3 separate regions of the Mus musculus genome follow, and regions 2 and 3 are each linked to region 1. Evidence: chromatin contacts called from public promoter capture Hi-C data. All regions are on one chromosome and are shown on one strand. Each heading gives the region's core, a stretch centred on a gene start, on an enhancer-like site or on the middle of the called end of the contact. The rest is flanking DNA. Distances are from core to core; before and after follow the strand shown. Region 1 holds the start of Hpf1 (histone PARylation factor 1). Region 2 overlaps Palld (palladin, cytoskeletal associated protein). Region 3 has its middle 23 kb from the start of 5730405A17Rik.

Region 1 (3,714 bases), core at 328-2,827:
ATTAAATGTAAAAAGAATGGATTCGCTTATTTTAAAGAATCTCGTTTTGTAAATGAGATTATAAAGTAGTTTAAGAGGTGCACTGGTTAGGATTGTGAATGAGATAAAGGTTAGTATGAAAGGTCATATGGAAACAAACATTCTAATCCCAAGTATGGGTTATTGGCTGTTTTCCACACTCTTGTTTCAAACAGCTCTCTAAAGACTTTAGCCTATATTATCACAGTCTTTTCAAGTATTGTTAGGTGTGCTGAAATTCTTTCAGCTGGTGTGAAACATGTACCAGATGAGTACATGAGTGGGGTAGGAGGAGGATGGAGGGAGTGCGACCTTTAGGTCTTTTATTTTCTCTTTCACTCCCGCCCCAGTTACAGCAAGGGAGCAGCTGTGCCCCTGGTTTGAAGTGCTCCTCAAAACCGGAGGAGAAGGCTCAGTGGTGAAGAGTAATACACTGCCCTTGCAGGACACCCACGTCGAGTGGCTCACTGCCACTTATAACTCTATCTCCAGAGAATCCGATGCCTTTTTTTTGCCATCTGTGGGACACGCGCTCACACACACACACACACACACACACACACACACACACACACAAATCTACAAATCTACACTCATATAACTAAAAATAAAATAAGTTTAAAACCAAGGATATGTTCCACAAAATGAGAGTATACAAATTGTGAATAAGGAAGAGAAGGGGAAGGTGGTGGAGGAGTGTGTCTTCCAAACTGTGTTCTTCCTGAGAGTCAGATTCTGATTTTTAAGCTCTGGGTAGAGCCTGACAGTGTGCCTTTTTAAACTGGCTCGGGGTGCTGCAGCTGCTCGTGGTACAGGGCTTACACTAAGCATAGCCAAGATTTGTAAAAACAAAAACAAAAAACGAATTGTATTAGGAATGAAGAACAGAGAAATGAGAAGAGAGAGAGAGAGAGAGAGAGAGAGAGAGAGAGAGAGAGAAAGAGAGAGAGAGAGGATGTGAAGATAAAGGGAAGGAAATGGAGGGAGGTAAAGAAAAGAGAAAAGATAGGTTTACTTAGTGTTAGACAATAGTGCAATAGGAAGGGAAAGGGAAGCCGGGCGGTGGTGGTGCACGCCTTTAATCCCAGCACTCGGGAGGCAGAGGCAGGCGGATTTCTGAGTCAGGACAGCCAGGACTACACAGAGAAACCCTGTCTCGGAAAAAAAAAAAAAAAAAAAAAAAAAAGAGAGAAAGGGATGGAGTGCAAAAAATTAATTCTTTAAATGAGTAGAAACAAAGAAAACGAAAAGGCTGAAGTGAGGCAGCATCTTAAAGCTATCTCTCTTGAGCATATGAGGACGAAGTTTATCGCTCCTTAAGAACCCAAATTCAATAGTCATATAGTCTAGGTTCTAGCGCACGCTGGCGCTAGGCAATGGGCGGGGCCCCGGATGTAGCTCAGGGGGCGGTGCTTGCGTTCGGGGGGGCGGGGCCACCCCAGGTCTGCGGACCGGGCCTTGCGTCCTCCTCCGTCTCAGGGGGCGGAGCCTGGTCTCTAAATTGGCGCCTCTGAGTGGCTAAGCGGCAGCTCGGATTGGCGGCTTTTGAACCCGGAAGCACTAGCGGGCGCTCGGAAGCGGCAGGAGCGCGGGCCTTGGCTCGCTCGCTGCGGCTGCGGGATGGTTGGCGGTGGCGGGAAGCGCCGGACGGCCGGGGCGGGACCGCAGGTAGGCGAGGCGGGATGCGCTGGGTATGGGGACGCTATGGGCCGTGGAGGAGCCGAGGGCCGCCCTGCGGGGCAATGGCCCGGGGAAGTCGTTCCTTTCCAGCGCCAGCCCAGTTCCCACGAAGCTCTGCAGCCAGCGGACGGACCATTCATTCATTCATTCATTCACTCACTCACTCACTCACTCACTCACTCACTCACTCATTCACTTACTAACCAGCTGATGGAAACTGGAGGAGCTGCCAGGGCGGCGAGGCACACGCGAACAAACATTTCACCTTTCGTTTTTTTTTTTGCTTGGGGTTAACGCAGGTGTGTAAAAGAAAATGCTGGAATTAACAAGCCCTGGAGTTATTAAAGACTTTTGTTTAAGACAGTCTCTATGTTGTAGCCCCGGCTGTCCTGGAACTTGATATGTAGATCAGAACTCAATATGTAGCCTCCAAATCACAGAGACCCTCTTGCCTCTGCCTCCAGGACACGAACCACCACTGCCCGGCTACTTTGGTAGCCTGACCTGGAAGTGTAAGGGATACGGGTTCTCAGATGAGTGATAGATTGGCCAGTCTGGACTCTTACATGATTTCATGGGTTCCTTAAGCATACAGTAGCTAATGGGAGAAGTTAAGCAGGGAAACGAACGTTTAACAAAAGTGACACCAGCTATGTTTTAAACTGGGTAGGGTGAGGCGATTGCTAAGGCTTAACGGCCAGTGGATGGCGAACATAGGTATTATTCTCGTTGTGTTGTGTTTTCTCACAACACCAAGTTAAAAATGTGGTTTAAAGAGAACAGCCTTGTCAGGCAGAAGCAATAAGACCAAAAGTTCAGTGTCCTCCTCAGTTACATTACAAGTTCAAGACCAGCCTGGGTTACAATAGACCTGTCTTAAACAAAGTCCAGCTTGATGACGTAGAGAGTAATAGTACTGATGACTTGAATTCAGTCCCTGAAGTCATGTGGAGTTAGGGAAGGGGACAATGTGACCAAATACGTTGTATGTAAAACCACTCCCACAGTTCTGCATCTACCCATTTGGGTGCCTTTTCCTTTTTGCCTAAGCATTTCCTGCCGCTTCTAGTCACTGTGGCTATCACCCTGAAGTTGGAGTTACCCTTGCCTTCTTGTAGAGTTTGTTGTTTCCTTAAAAAGCTTTTATGGTACATCTTGTCTTAGTCAGTATTCTACTGCTGTGAAGAGACACCATGACCATTAAAAAAAAAAAAAAGTGCCTAGCTGGGGCTTGATTACAGTTTTAGAGGTTCGGTCCACTATCACCACGGCTGGAAGCGTGGTAGCAGGCAGGCAGGTATGCTGCAGGAGAAGCAGAGAGTTCTACATCTAGACTGGAAGGCAGCAGGAAGGGAGAGACTCTGGGCGTGGAATGGGCTTTTTGAAACCTCAAAGTCTTATCTATCCCCTAGTGACACACTTCCTCCACCAAGGCCACAGTTCCTAGTCCTTCCCAGTACTGCCATTCCTTGGTGTACTCAAATTTATAAGTGCTATTCTGTTTAAAACCACCACACATCTATCTAATCTTGGGGGGTTTTCTTAATTGAACATCATACAAAGATTGAGCCATGTTGTCTAACTGTACTTCTCTTTCTTTCATTTAGTTACTGTTCCCCAGTGTTTGAAAGCCCTGTAACTATCTATTTTCCTGTTGGCTGGCATTTCAACCTCCTAAGGACAGTGCTGTCAAAAACAATTCTTACCCGATGCCTGACTTGTACATACAGTGTGTAGGCTTGGAATGACAGTTACCAATACATATGGTTGGACCCCTGAGAACATGTAGTTATCAACACCTGGGTGAGAAATGCCGACTCTAGCGGCACTGGCTTGCTGAGGGCAGCTCTCCCGCGCACTGGGCGGCGTTGAGCTGTATCCCTTAGCCTCTGCAGCACTAGGTGCCGCTGGTCCTGCTGCGGGTAGAATGTGCCGAGTTTCGCCTGGATTCAGAACCACAAGGATCTAAGTTCCCAGAAAGAAAGAGATTGTACTTAGAAAACAAGACAGATACGC
Region 2 (3,714 bases), core at 629-3,128, 630 kb after region 1:
TAATTAGGTCATTAGAAACGGAATTGTGCGAGCAGCAGATAATAGGATCATACTTATTCTAGAGAGGCAGCTAGCCCCATTAAGTTAATGGGAGAGCAGAGCAGACCTCAAGAGGGCGAGTAAATCCATGCACTAATTCTTAAGGGAAGACCCGCCTTTACAAAACCACAGGCTGGGCCACCACCATGGGAGCAAACGAATCTATCTTTTCTTTCTGATATACACATTTCAAAAATGCAGCCAGGTTAAGTCAGAATCTGCTTTGTCACATCCCAAAATTGCTCTCTTCCAAAGCTTAAGCCTACATTTGGACGAAGTGTGGCTCTCGTCTTGCACATCACTGATGATAACGTACATGGCTTTTACGCTCACCGATTTGCATGCAGTATCTGATGCGTCGTTTCAGCTAGCACCGGGACTGTGCAAGTTCTGAGGTAGACGAAGCCACCGTGCAGTCTTACCTTACTCGCTCAGTGCTGTGAGTGAGCGATTCATTTTCTTTCTTCCAAAATATCTGAGGTGGCGGCACTCCCGAGACACGGCATTCCAGCCGCACTGGGTATCCATCAGCAACCCCCGTGTTCTGTAGCTTCTCCATAAACACAGGGGCCTTGTGTGCTTCCTTAGCTAAGGGAACACGAGAGGAATGATCTGTTAGTGGCATGCCAAAGGGTCACTGCGAGGAACTCGGGAGCTTTAGAAAGATGAAGTACTGTTTTCACGTCGGGTGGTAAGAGGTTAGCCCTCCCCTCAAGCAAAGGTCTGTACGCTTCATTCCACTCACGTTATTTCCTCAATTAATTCAAGACTGATAGGCCCACATAGTGCCCGGCCATCTGCTCCTCAGAATGCCTGCCTGACAGGCCTCAGAGATTCGGAGTCATTGCTAGCAGCTGCGAGAGCATTGCTCTAATTAAGTCAACAGGCTCGCACAGGCCTTACCTACTGCTGCCACCTAGTGGTGCCGAGTATTTCAGCACCAGGATTCCCTGGCTGCCACCTGAAATGCCTTTTTTTTTTTGAAGATTTAAAATTTGGAACTCATAAAGTCATTACTTGACCACAGAATTCATTTCTTTGCCCACTAACTTGTTTCAGCAGTGAGAAAGAAATCACAGGCCACCTACCAGCAACCACAAGCTCCAGGTTAAACGAGTTCTGTCCTGCTCTGTTGGTGGCAATACATGTGTAGATGCCGGCGTCCCGGGACGTGACTGGCTCTATAATGAGGGAGTGGACCCCATTCTCACGGACCAGCATCTTGTGAGCACTGTCGGGGCGTATGGGCTTTCCATCTAGTTGCCAGCTGAGATCTGGGGTTGGTAACCCACTGACCTACACCAGAAAGGAGACACACATGAACTTCTCCAGTAGTAAAACCATCAAATCACCAAGAGTTACGGATCCAGAGTCAGTTCGTCCTCCGGTAGCACAAACAATGGCTTTTCCATGTTACTCTCTTGTTTAAAACCTTCCCGTGGTTCCCATGAGCACTGAGAGATACACTTCTAAACATCTTTTCTAGAACAATTCGGAGGTAAGTAAAACGGGGATTAAAACATATTTCTGTCATCTTCTTACCTCACCTAAGACTATAAACATTCCCAGGTGATGATGGCACCGAGCTCTGAGCTCTTTGGAAACACGGGAGGTGCAGCCTTTATAACAGTAACACTCAGCTGGAAAGCTTCCCACCAAGGACTGGCCATCACCATGGAGATGCATGTGACACAGACCTATTATTATTTTATAATCTTTGAAAGTGAATAACCAGAGCAATTTGAAATTGCCCAGAAAGTCAGACAAATTAGCATCACAATGGAGACATCCTGAAAACCTTAAGAGCTTGGCAGTTGTGTTGAACAGAGAGCAGGCCAAAGCATTCAATGGCTAGTCCCCCTTGCATTGTTAAAGGGAGGGGCAGTGGCCATCTGCTGGCTTTGTATAGGGCTGCCCTTGACTTTAGGATAGAAGAGAAGTGAGGAAGAGTTGATATTCCTCCTTCCTCCTACTCTACTAGTGGGAAATGATGTATTCTGCTACCCAAAGACTATTGGATCATAAAACAATCATAAAACTATTGGATTATGAAACGGTTCCTTTGAAACACTAGCCTTGTCTAAATCAGCCAGAGAACCCGTACAGTTCCTCCTGCCCCATGGTAAGTACTCATTCCTGCTACCAACAAGGTGTCTCGGACACATGTAGTCACATCTGGAGAATGTAAGGGGAAAAAGCGCAATTACGTCATGGGTTAAAGGGGTGGGGTTTCGAAAGAGCAGTAGTTAGGAAGTGGTTTCTCCTCATGTACCCTCTCCCCGTGGGAAGACACTAGAAGTGGTACAGAAATATCAGAGTAGATAGATAGTTATGACTGGGCTCCAGGTCCTGGGGAGCTTATAGTTTGTTCCCATTTTTCTGGGTTTGATAATGGACAAGCAGGATTTGTGGCCCTAGGGCAGGAAGGTGTTGACCGGGTCCTTTCAAAACAGGAAGTTTGCAGAGGAGCAGTTCCAGGGGGCGACGTTACTCAAGCAGAGTGAGCATGCCCTGTTCTCGTCATTGTCACTGCAGCTCTCCCAGTGAGTCAGAGAGCAGAGCATAGCACAATATGGTATCAGGAACTAAAGGTCACCACAGGTCGGCCACAGTCTGAGCAGTTGGTCCTCTTGATCCATGTGCAGACGCAGAGAGAAGAGCACACTTGTTATCTATCATGAAGCGTTCCCACCGAGCAGGCTTACAGCTGAGTGAAGGATAGAGCCTGTGAATGTACTGCAGGGGCTGTGGCGGGAGGGGCTCCATTCGGTGTTTGACTTATTATGACTTTTTCCTCTTTCAAATCTTAAATACACGGAAATTTTCCTTCGAAGTAGGTAGCAGTGTGGCATGTCTGTTCATATGGCTGGACACCTGTGTCCTTTCTTTCCTTCCTTCTTGTGGCCTAGGCTGGTGTCGAATTATTACGTAGCCAAGAATGCTGTTGACCTTGTGATCCTCCCATTTCTGCCTAACGCAGTGCCAGGATTACGGACTTGTGCCACCATTCCTGCTGACTTCCATATTTTCTCTATCCAGGTCATATCGTTATAGTGAATTCAACTAGTGATTATTTTAACTCTCAATATCCTTTTAATGGCAGAGGTGAAAGGATGTCTATGTTGCTGCTTAGAGCAATAGATAGTTATCAGAGCGCTACATATCAGCATATCGGCCACACCCACTCTTGCTACCTGCTTTTGTTTTAAGATCAGACTTGCTCTAATTGTACTCCTATGGGATGCAGTGTACATTAAAAAAATTACACATTTTCCTTAGTTTCTTTCCTTTCCTTGTTTTTCTGAAACAGGGCCCGTCTGTGTAATGCTAACTGGCTTATGTTTCCCTGTGTGTAATCAGGCTGGCCTGGGTCCCTGCCATCTGAGGGCTGGGAGTAAGGGTTTGTGCACCACACCTGGCCTATAATTCTGTTTTTAAAACTGCAGTTAATAACAACCTCGGGATAGCATCATCTTCTTTGTTGACTGGATATGCCATCCTATACATTATATCTGTGAATTAACTTAACACTTAAAGTGTTCATTTAGAAGATGGGCAAGCCAAAACTTTAGTTTGTATATTTTGCATCCGTGATGCCCTAGACCATGCACAACACACATCGTGGAATGATGACAATGAGCCATGCGGCACGTCCATGCTCTCGGGTGCTTATCT
Region 3 (3,714 bases), core at 535-3,034, 560 kb after region 1:
GAGAACACTGTACCTACACATGAATCTTCCTAAAACCTGAGGGATAAAATGAGACATGAGCTCGGCTGTGAGGGACCTGTGTGCATGCGGTGTTAGACCCCAGCAGAAAGCGCACAGGACACAGGGCTGTGGGAGAGGGCAGCCATTTTCTCATTTTACCTGCTGAGAAGATAAGATAGCTGCTTATGTTGATGACAGGGTGGATGCTATTAAGCTGATAGAGAACAGTCTGACAGAGACTTAATTAAGGAGCCGGAGAAGTCGATATGTCCTGTACTTAGCGTAGGGTGAGAAGGAGTGGGAAGGGAATTTCCTTGTGAGAGGGTGAGTCGTTTTTCCCACAAGGAGTCAGCAGCTCATTCTTTCTCTGAGGTAAAAGATTTTTAGTAACAGTTTGGAATGAAGTTTGTGGTACTGTGTAATTTTTTTTTCAGCCATTGTGAAAATTCTTCTAGAAGAGAGAACCACTTTGGAGGAAGTGGTTCCTCCTTTCCTAGCCCTGAGGAGGAGCTGAGATTCCCATGTTGGCTAGACGAAGGTCTTCTGAGGCCAAAGTGGGGACTGCCTCATATAGGATACAAGATGAATGAAGCAGTAAAGGTTACCCACTCACCACTACCACCACCACCACCACCACCACCACCAAAGAAGCAGTAGAGGCTACCCCTTCACCACCACCACCACCAATGAAGCAGTAGAGGCTACCCCTTCCCCACCACCACCACTGGCTGGTTTACAACCACATGCTTCTAAATACAAACTCTTTTTAAAAAGAGAAAAGAAACCGACGTTTCAGGGAGCACGTTTATTTATAGTGCAATCAGCAGATCCCCTGGTCCTTCATATACTTATTTTTGTAGAGCTGGGGGCGGAACCCAGGTCCTTTCATGTGTCATGCAGGCATTTGAGCAGTAAACTATAGCCCCAGTCTGAGCAATTAATCCTTGTGAACCTTTTCGAACGCTGAGCAGAACTTCTGGCTTTAGCTACAAAATTCTGATTCAAAAGATACATGTGAAGTACCGGTTTTAGGGTTCTGTTTAAATCGAGAGTGGTTTAAAGATCTGTGAAGCTGGAACACACAGAGGCATAGTGGGTATGTGGAGAATGAAGGGTCAGCAGGAATTGCTAAGCTAAGCAGGACACGGTAGTGCAACATCTGCAATTGCTGGACTCCAGGAACAGAGGCCGAAGGATCGTGAGCTGAGACCAGCCTGAGTTACAAAGTGTGATGGTTTATATATGCTCGGCCCAGGGAGTGGCACTAGAAGGAGTGGCTCTGTTGGAGTAGGTGTGTCACTGTGGGCATGGGCTTTGAAACCCTTATCCTAGCTGCCTGGAAGCCAGTATTCTGCTAGCAGCCTTCAGATGAAGATGTAGAACCCTTAAGTCCTCCTGCATCACGCCTGCCTGGATGCGGCCATGTTCCTGCCTTGATGATATTGGACTGAACCTGTAAGCTAGCCCCAATCAAATGTTGTCCTTATAAGAGTTGCCTTGGTCATGGTGTCTGTTCACAGCAGCAAAACCCTAAGACACACAACAAACTGCTTTTTCAAAATAGCCAAGCACTGGGGATGTAGCTCTGTGGTATAGCACTAGTTAAACACGAACAAGGTTTGATCTCCAGCGGCACACGAGTAAGCTAGGATGAAGGAAGAGAAAGTGAGGAAATACCAAAAATCCCTCAGCATAAGAGAGACTCAACATCTCTGTGACAGAGGGTTTAGGTTGTGCATAGTTCAAATCGAAAGAGAGCTTGCTAAAGGCAGTGCAGTTTCATTTAAGAACTAAGAGATACGTCTGTGGTTTCGGTTTTGTTTTCTGTTCAGTTATGATCTATAGTCAGCTCCTACAGAGCTCCTACAAACCAAGGATTAGACCTGGGTGCTGTGAACCTGGCTTGCAGCGTCCCTTGTGTCCTTTTATAGGGGAAAATACCCCTTCCGGGTCCCCAGAGATATCTGCAGGAACCACTTACAGAAACCACAGTAGGGACAAGCCCCTGGGAAGCTTTCACCTTGGTAGCTGAACGTAAATGCAGTCCCAAGCAGAGTTGGGGATGCTCAGATGCCATGCATTTGAGAGGACTGAGTGAGACCTGGAGGTAGGTAGAGTCATGTCCTTTCAGCTCCTTATCAGAGGGAGAGGGGGGAGTAGGTCCCAGACTTGAGTCAGGCAGGAAGCAGTATTTTGGAACTTCTGTCATTTCCAAGAAAATGTGTCAACCTGCCCCCCCCCCCCCCAACTACCAAAACCACCACCAAGGCGGTTGATGACAGCTAATATTCTGAAGATTACTTTAGGAATGTACCTGTGTGCTTCACTCGAGCTGGTGAAGTGACTCAGAAAGCACAAGCGGTGCCAAGCAGCTTCCGAATGACACTTTTGCTTCTGATAACTTTCTAGAAAAATTAAATGTTCTGTGAAGGATAAATTGCTGTTTGATGCGAATTGTCTTGTTAAAAAGCCATTTCTCCTCCCCAGCAACCTACTTCCTATGTCATTAAGCCAGCTGATTGGCTATGTCTAGACAATCATGATGGTGATTTACTACCTTTATGTGTGGTCGATGCTGGGGGGAGGGGGTCCAGGGTGGGGGAAGGGCAGGCGCATTCCCCATCTCTGGTGTCTCTTGGAGAGTTGATGATCAAGTCCCCAGCCGTGGCATTAAACACAGCAATAGAACACGGAGGCACAGTGAAGCATTTCCACCGCAGGTTATGAGCTGAGATATAAAATAAGATTTATTTGCAACAATCTGATAGAGAAAATTGAGTCCTGGGAATTGATGTCCTACAAAGGCTTTCTCATCACCCAGGGAGTGACTATGGATGTGAGTCACACTGTGAGAGGAAAGAGCTGGTGGTGGCAAAGACATAAAACTGGAGCGTTGACATTTGCTGCAGCCACTCTTAAAGATAAAGGAATTGACCAGTTTGTGCAATGTGAAATATGCTCACAATTACAGCCTTTTCTGATCCAGGCTCTGCTCGCAGCTGGATACCTTGGGCTTTTAAATTGATGCTATCATTCAACCTTTCTTTCTTTTTTTAATGCACTTCTTCTGCAAATGTGGTACCAAATAAACAACCATCTCCCCAAAATATCAGGCTCCTAGTCCCGAAAGGTTTAATCCTAGGAAATAATTTCAAATAAATGGGACGTGGCATCTACCATTTCACTTCTTATTTCCTAAATTCTCCGAGCAGCACCATCGCCATGTGAATGCAATGGCATAATAAATCCAAGTTAATATTTTAAAATGCAACGGGAAACAAGAAGTGTTGCGTTAAATTTTACTTGCGCAGTATTCATTCAGCAGTCAACGTGGTCGCAGTTTTAATGTGTGTGTGTGTGTCTGATTCTGATAGGCTACATTCAGAAAGAAGATATATGTGACTTCTCAGTTTGTATATAATCCAACCAGTGCTCCCAAAATACTTTCAATGTCTCCCCATGTTTGTAAACCGACAGGTACCAGACAGAACTAAAAACAATGTACCTGTTTATAAACCTGATAGAGCTTAGTCTGAACCAAGACTTCCTTCCTTCCTTCCTTCCTTCCTTCCTTCCTTCCTTCCTTCCTTCCTTCCCTCCTTCCTTCTGTCTGTACATCCTTCCTTCCCTCCCTCCCCTTGTCCCTCCCCTGTCCATCCCTTCCCTCCATCCCCTCTTCCCTTCCCTTCCCTTCCCTTCCCTTCCCTTCCCTTC

Evidence for each region. Promoter capture Hi-C pulls out the DNA fragments that hold promoters and counts their contacts.
Region 2: a promoter capture Hi-C map of pre-B cells shows a contact between it and region 1. The contact joins the enhancer-like site here to the promoter of Hpf1 in region 1. A contact is called at or near these places in 16 of 39 promoter capture datasets (the 3T3-L1 cell line, 3T3-L1-derived adipocytes, the C10 cell line and 11 more), 2 of 484 Hi-C or Micro-C datasets (the HPC-7 cell line and embryonic stem cells) and 1 of 9 other capture datasets (embryonic stem cells).
Region 3: a promoter capture Hi-C map of pre-B cells shows a contact between it and region 1. The contact joins the enhancer-like site here to the promoter of Hpf1 in region 1. A contact is called at or near these places in 1 of 39 promoter capture datasets (pre-B cells) and 2 of 115 datasets of contacts at active chromatin or transcription factors (effector CD8 T cells and memory CD8 T cells).

The regions. Positions count from the first base shown.
Region 1 is chr8:60,888,851-60,892,564 of GRCm38.p6, forward strand. Hpf1 (histone PARylation factor 1) reads left to right here and starts at 1,578. Exons shown (of 8, transcript NM_028299.3): 1 at 1,578-1,686. The coding sequence starts at 1,639.
Region 2 is chr8:61,515,408-61,519,121 of GRCm38.p6, forward strand. Palld (palladin, cytoskeletal associated protein) reads right to left here. Exons shown (of 22, transcript NM_001293772.2): 19 at 1,128-1,335; 20 at 462-627. Among named protein-coding and RNA genes, the nearest start is that of Cbr4, 30 kb to the left of the region's middle. Within about 2 kb of position 1,879, at least 124 of the 459 cell types and tissues checked have an H3K27ac peak or open chromatin away from gene starts, as enhancers often do. A contact at or near this core is called in the HPC-7 cell line, embryonic stem cells, hematopoietic stem and progenitor cells and 1 more, where this site is marked.
Region 3 is chr8:61,449,312-61,453,025 of GRCm38.p6, forward strand. It overlaps a transcript of Sh3rf1 not described here. Among named protein-coding and RNA genes, the nearest start is that of 5730405A17Rik, 23 kb to the left of the region's middle. Within about 2 kb of position 1,785, at least 109 of the 459 cell types and tissues checked have an H3K27ac peak or open chromatin away from gene starts, as enhancers often do. A contact at or near this core is called in effector CD8 T cells, memory CD8 T cells and pre-B cells, where this site is marked.